2 separate regions of the Mus musculus genome follow, and region 2 is linked to region 1. Evidence: chromatin contacts called from public promoter capture Hi-C data. All regions are on one chromosome and are shown on one strand. Each heading gives the region's core, a stretch centred on a gene start, on an enhancer-like site or on the middle of the called end of the contact. The rest is flanking DNA. Distances are from core to core; before and after follow the strand shown.

Region 1 (3,015 bases), core at 236-2,735:
GGGCAAGGGGGTGGGGGTGGGGGTGGGGGTGGGGGATGTGACCTAAGTGTAGCTGTTAAAGAACCACTGGATGCAAACCAACCAAAACGGAACACCCGAAAACTGGAAGAAAGGAGGTTTTTCTTTAAAAGTCTTTGCTTTAGACTAGTGTTTCTCAACTCTCAGGAAGGGAATTACTTGGAGAATGTAGAGAGAGGCCCAGGGGTGTTGTGGCACAAGTCTGTAATCCTGACACCCAGGCAGGGGAAGAGTTGAAGTCCAAGGTCACCCTTGGCTACAACAGCCAGTTGAAGGCCATCCTAGGTTACATGAAACTGTCAAAGGAAGGAAGGGAGGAAGGAAGGGAGGAAGGGAGGGAGGGAGGGAGGGAGGGAGGGAGGGAGGGAGGGAGGGAAGGAGGGAAGAGTGGGTGCTTAACAGAAAAAAAAAAAAGATTAATGCCGGAACCTTCCCTGGCTGCATACAGACGTTGCATGTAAGAGACAGCTCACACCAGCAGTTCTGGCTTTCCATTCTTCTGAGCTTGTGAAGCGACCCACATTAAGAACCTTGGCTTCATTAGTGTGTATTCGCACTCTAATAAAAGTTACACTGCATCAGTCCCTCCTATTTGGAACAGCTTGAGAGCCACAGACAACTTCCAGCAACTAGGTGGCAAGTTTGGTTATATTCTTACAGGAATGAGCCCGGGCCAGATGGGAAGGAAGCCTAACTACTAGACTGTGCCAGGCAAAGGACTCCTTTGTTGAAGAAAAGTCTCCTCTTTGGTTTCCGAGACTCTGTGGGTCAGTTCACACCCAGGAAACTTTTGACAAAAGTTGAGAAAGGCTCTTAATACTGCTCACGTCCCTCATTTACCTGCAGACTCAAAAGATGTCAGAAGTGAAGGCTTGCCCTGCCCGGTCCCTGTAGATAAAAAGACTGATCTCAAAAGAGTTAAGCAGAGTGCCAGGATGACCTCCTTAGCCACACAGATACCCAAGATTCTCTCTAGGACCTTGCCCCTGGCCAGGGGATCCCGGCTCCCATCACCTCCCTCTGCCCCAGCCTGACGGGGGCGCCACGGGGACGAGCCCCTGCCTACCGGCACCATGGAGTAGGTCATCATCATCATCATGTCCTGGCTCTCCGCACGGATGTGTGACGCAGGCTCGCCGTTGTGGCTGCGCTTGTTGCGCGCTGCGCTCATGGGGTCCTGGGATGGTTCGGGGACCCGGCCCGGCGCACGACTCAATTCGGCCAGAAAGGCGCGTAGGGCGCTGTCCTCGCGCTGCTCTCGGCCGCGTTGAGCCTCCAGCGCCCGTAGCGCCGCGCTTAACCCCCGCCACTGGCACAGCACGAACACGGTGCCCGCGGCGTTCAGTGCGGACAGCAGCGCTATGGCCACCAGGGCGCCGCGCAGCCCCCAGCCTGTAGCCCCTTGGCCTCGCTCTGCGGCTCGGGTCATGTCTGCGTGCTCAGGCCGGGCGGCTCAGGGCAGCACTGGGCCTCCTCCCGCAGTGGCAGAGGCTTTAAAGCCTCGCGTGAGCCGTGGGCTGGTGGCAGAGCCGTGAGTCAGGCTGTCTTTAGACCCGTCTGGCGAAGCGGGTTGGGGACAGTAGTGGTGGCGCCCCAGAAGCCCAGAGGGACAGGCGGGCAGCAAGGGGGTGAGAAGCCAGAGGAGACAAGTGCGGAGGAGGGGCGACCAAGCAAATAGCAAACAGGCCTCCCTTCCTTTTCTTGCTGTCCTGCCCGTGGGCATTGCCAGGGTCCAGACAGGCATAGTCAGGGTCAGACTGAGGAGGAGGGCAGGAATTCTTAAAGCCTGAGAAGTTTCTAGATTCCACCCCCTTATCCCTCCAGTCGTCTTTGGAGAAAACCATAAGCATGCCCTGTTCTTGGGAGGTCTGCTGCTTGGGCCCAGGCCCAGGCCCAGGCTGCCCATCACCCCTCCTCAAGGCCACCATGTGCCTATGGAAGAAAGACCCTAAGAGATCTTTCCCAGAAAGGGGACAGTGGAAGACAGGGAGATGGTTGGCATTAGAAGTGTAAAAAGTCACCCATCAGAACCAGAAAAGCCAGGTTGGCTTAGCAAGCAAGGATCATCCCAAAAAACGACTTCTAGGACGAAGAACTTGCCCTTGAGACCCAGACCAGAGAGGAGGCAGAATGATGAGGAAAAAGGATTTTGGAGACCTGGTTCCAAAGCCAGCGGCCAATGCCAGACATCTGGGAGTGGCATGATCGCCAGTGTCCTTTCTCAGTCTCCCACCCCCACCTCCCTGTTGGAGATCAAAGCCAGGGTTTTGCAACAGCTAGGCAAGAGCTCTACTTCAGAGCCACACAGGATTTCACTACCTAGCTCAAACTGGTCTTGAAGCCACTCCCGCTTCAGCCTGAGTGCTGGAACTACAGGCATGTTTTCCATTTTATGTATTTATTATTTTATGTGTATGTGTATTTTGTCTGTGTATGTGTGTGTACACTAGGTGTGTGCCTAGTGCCCACAGAGACCGGAAGGAAGGTATCAGAATTAAGGCGTTGCCTGCCTCCATGTAGGTGCTGGGAATTGAACCTGGGGTACTTTGGAAGAGCAGCCAATTCTTTTAACCACTGATCCATCTCTCTAGTCCCTACCAGGGCTATTCTAAGCAAATTCCTGCAAACATATTGAAGTTCTTTTCAGCTGAAGGACTGCAGAGCCTGCTTAGGACTGGAAACTCCTCTAAGCTCGGGTGCCTGCTCTGATCCAAGAGTCTGTGTTCCACGCTGGATACAGTGGTGCACATCTCAAAACAAACCCAGCACTCTGGAGGCAGCAGCCGCTGCCGCTTGAGTTTGACACCAGACTGGATAAGTCCGTGATAGTGAGACCCCGTCTCAAAACCCTTTCCCACGACCACCAGTTTTTGAATTGAGTCACTTCAGAGCTTTGTCAGAAGACCTCTTCACTCTGTCAGCTTCTCTCAGAATGGCACTACTTCCCTAGAAACCCAGGACTTTCAAGGGGTCAGTCCTGGTCAGATGGGAAGACTC
Region 2 (3,383 bases), core at 476-2,975, 380 kb before region 1:
TTTACAACGGCCTTTAGATGTAGTTATGCCTTAAGCTTTGTTGTGTTAACTGTCAGGAGGAAACTTTCCCCAAAGTTCTAACTGGTCCAGGAACTGTGTTTAAATAGACCAAAAATAAACTGCTTAGGGTCGGACTCTAGAAGGTTGAACCAGCCCAGCTAACTAAGTCATGTTGAGGTAGGTTTTCTTCTTACTGCTTGTGGTTCATTCCACTGGTGGCAGTAGAGCTTGCAGGAACCCCATAGAACCTTATGAATTCAGATCCACAGCCATTTTTCTTTTTCCTTCTCCTGGTCTGTTTTTCAGATGCCAGGCAAAAACCTAAATATGCTTGCTTCACCACTCACTGTTTCTCTGACCCTCATACTTAACTTACACTTGACTTTCCATCTCCCTCCTCTGGCAGATGTCAGGATACACACACAGACACACAGACACACAGACACACAGACACACACACACACACACACACACACACATATATATATATATATATATACACATACACATATACATATTTATATATATACATATATGTATATAATATTATATATATTTTTTAACCTTACCTGCCATGTTGTTTTTCTCCCAAATTATAATAAAATTGTTCTCAGGCTTCCTTTTGTGTCTATTTAAATTCTTTATTAACAAGACCATTGACCCAAAAAGGGAACCTTGATTTCTCCCAATGACAATAAGAATCTCTGCCAAAATTTGCACTAAGTTTTGTCTCCCCCAAATGATGCTCCTCCCAGAGCATCAGAGAGTAGCCTTATTTGGAAATGGGGTTTATGCAGGTGTAATCAGCTAAGATAAATTCATACAGGATTGCTATGGACCTTAGTCTGATGCTTGATGGCCTTCTAAGGAAACAGAGATGTAGACAGAGGGGAAGCCAACCATGGAAGAGTAGGGGGGACACGGACACTGCATGTAAAAGCCAAGTTGGACAAGCAGGGGCACTGACCTGAAGAAACTAGGGCAGAGGCCAGCAGTCTTCCATGATCCTTTCACACCTGGATTTCAGGCCTCTGGCCTCCAGAAGGATGAGAGAATGCATTTTTGTTCCTCTAAGCCATCTGGATTATAGTTGTTTTACTTTGTTTTAATTATGGAAGTCACAGGAATGAATATATAGTTCACCTTAGAGGATCTCTCTGGTATTCAGAGAAAAGCGCCTGCCCTGTGCATTTCCTGCCTCTCTGTTCATGGCTGCCTGCCAACTAGGCTTTCCTCCTTAAACTAAAGGGGCAAACCCTTGCTTCTGTCTAGGTGTCCCCAAATGGCCCCATTTTGGGGTTCTCTCTCATGCCTGTTTAGTGTAGATGCTTCTATGAGCTATACAGTAGTCCTCTTTATTGGAAATTCCACTTTCTTGTCCTCACAATACTGGGCTCTTTGTGGGCAGGGGCTGTGGCTCTCCTGTTGTGTCCAGTACAGGATCTAGAGCCAGGGACTGGGGCAAACCTTCCTGGGTTGCATTCATCTGTTCATGTTGAGGCTACACACGCTGAAGCTGGACTTTGGGGCCAGCAGCCATCTCAGGCTCAGTCTGGATTTGTGTTGGGAACCCCCTTTGCTCCAAAGTGTCCCTTTAAAGACAGTAAAGAGGTTTTCTGAGGGCCTAGAAGTCCTAAGCCCATTGGCTAGACCTTCTGGGAGAACTGGGGGCCAATTTGCATAAAAATGAAGGCTGGCTTCATTGAAATTCTCCTCATCTTGAATGCAGCGGAAAAACCAGGAAGAAAAGGAAAGTTTTAGTCCTGAGCAATTTACTGCCTAGGAACATTCTGAGCTTCTGAAAACAGAGAGGAAATGGGGCCCTCCGGGTCACTTCAGGCACCGCCCACCTCAGCCCCATGCCCGCCCCCCGCTGCCCCCTCAAGGCCAGCCTCTCACTGTGGGAGACCGCACTGTCTTCGGTGAATGCACACAGCAGATGCCACGCGGTTCTGAAGCAGGATACTGCTGTCTGTCCAGGGACTCCAACATGCCTGACAGCAGAGATGATCAGCAGCAGGGGGCCAGCTTGGGGACCTCCCAAGACAACTCGCAAACCAGGTGGGTTCAGTGCTCCAAGGTCAGCACGTGGGGCTTGGGGCTCCATATCACGATGTGATGCTGGAGGACCTGAAGCAAGCTGCCCCTCTTTCTGAGTCTCGGTTTCTTCGCCAGATCTCTGTGAAGGAAAAAGAGCAGGGCAGGGACATTTATCCTTCGGAGTGTGATTCAGTGTGTCTGTTCCTCTGTTGGCCGTTAGAGATTCAACTGAGGTACAAGTCACATTGGTATTAAGAAAGACTTTTTTTTCAGTCAGCAAGCACGTTCCTTTGTCTCCCCATGGTTGGAGGTGACCTGGTATATGGTAGGAGCGGGCAGGCAATGACCGAAAAGTTCGAGGGAGCACCCATGGTTTCCATTCCAGCCTGCTATGACCTTGGAAAGTCTCTGGCCCTCTCTGTCCGTACCTGAACAGAGATTGAGGTTATCTCTGATATGGAGGAACTGCATTTGTGTCCCATAAGAGAGCAAGAACAGAAGAGTGGAAGATAGGGCTCAGAGAGAGCAGTGTGCTAAACAGCTGGGCTGTCTACAGGGTAGGTCAAGGACAAGGAATCTGCAAGGTTTGAAAACGCTCAAGAACATGACCACTGTCCTTGTAAGGACTATGTGGGAAGAGGTGTGACAGATGAGAAGACATGTTAATGTGCCCCATTAGGTCCCCTGGACAAACTCATCAGGAGAGTGGGCTGCTGTTTACCTAGAAACAGTATCCCTTCCCCCTGTATGGATGGCAAGTGTAGGGGAGCAACTGTGGCCCTGAACAATTCTATGCTCTTGGCATAGGAAGGCCTGGGCCCTGGAGGTTCTGGGTCTATTCTGGGTAGCATCACTCATGATGTCATGAGGTCAGTGAGCAGGGGCCATCCCGACATCCCAGGTGATATTTCCAGATGTCTGGAAAGTTCAGCTCTCAAAAATGAAGAATAGCGTCTGCTGGTTTTCAAAGTCCCTTGTTCCACTTAGTGAGGGCTGGTGAGTTTGTCCAGAGAACCTAATAGGGCACGCATGTTAAGTCTTCCCATTTGTCCCATCTCTTTCTGCATAGGGTCAGTAGCTCCAGTGTTTGCTGAAGTCCATGTATCGGGTCTATGTTGACAGGGACTTAGCCAATAGGGAGGAATTTTGAACATCTGAGCTCACAGGCTCTAGGTCTGCCTCACTGATAACACAGATAGAGGTGGTCAAACCTGGGAGCCATCTTCAGCTTGGGCAGCAAAGGACTCTGTCGTGGGAAGGAGCACAGGTTCAGGAGGTCCCTGCAGGACAGACAGGGACTGGAAGCCAGGGTTAGAGTGTCAGCTCTATCGCCTGCTTTCTGA

The links. Promoter capture Hi-C pulls out the DNA fragments that hold promoters and counts their contacts.
Region 2: a promoter capture Hi-C map of pre-B cells shows a contact between it and region 1, with 2.5 times the contacts expected there. The contact joins the promoter of Acsbg1 here to the promoter of Gldn in region 1. A contact is called at or near these places in 4 of 39 promoter capture datasets (cranial neural crest, hippocampal neurons, pre-B cells and 1 more).

The regions. Positions count from the first base shown.
Region 1 is chr9:54,284,956-54,287,970 of GRCm38.p6, reverse strand. Gldn (gliomedin) reads right to left here and starts at 1,485. Exons shown (of 10, transcript NM_177350.5): 1 at 1,085-1,485. The coding sequence starts at 1,447. All of the region lies in intron 1 of Gldnos (gliomedin, opposite strand), which reads left to right.
Region 2 is chr9:54,660,227-54,663,609 of GRCm38.p6, reverse strand. It overlaps Acsbg1 (acyl-CoA synthetase bubblegum family member 1), which reads left to right and starts at 1,725. Exons shown (of 14, transcript NM_053178.2): 1 at 1,725-2,061. The coding sequence starts at 1,940.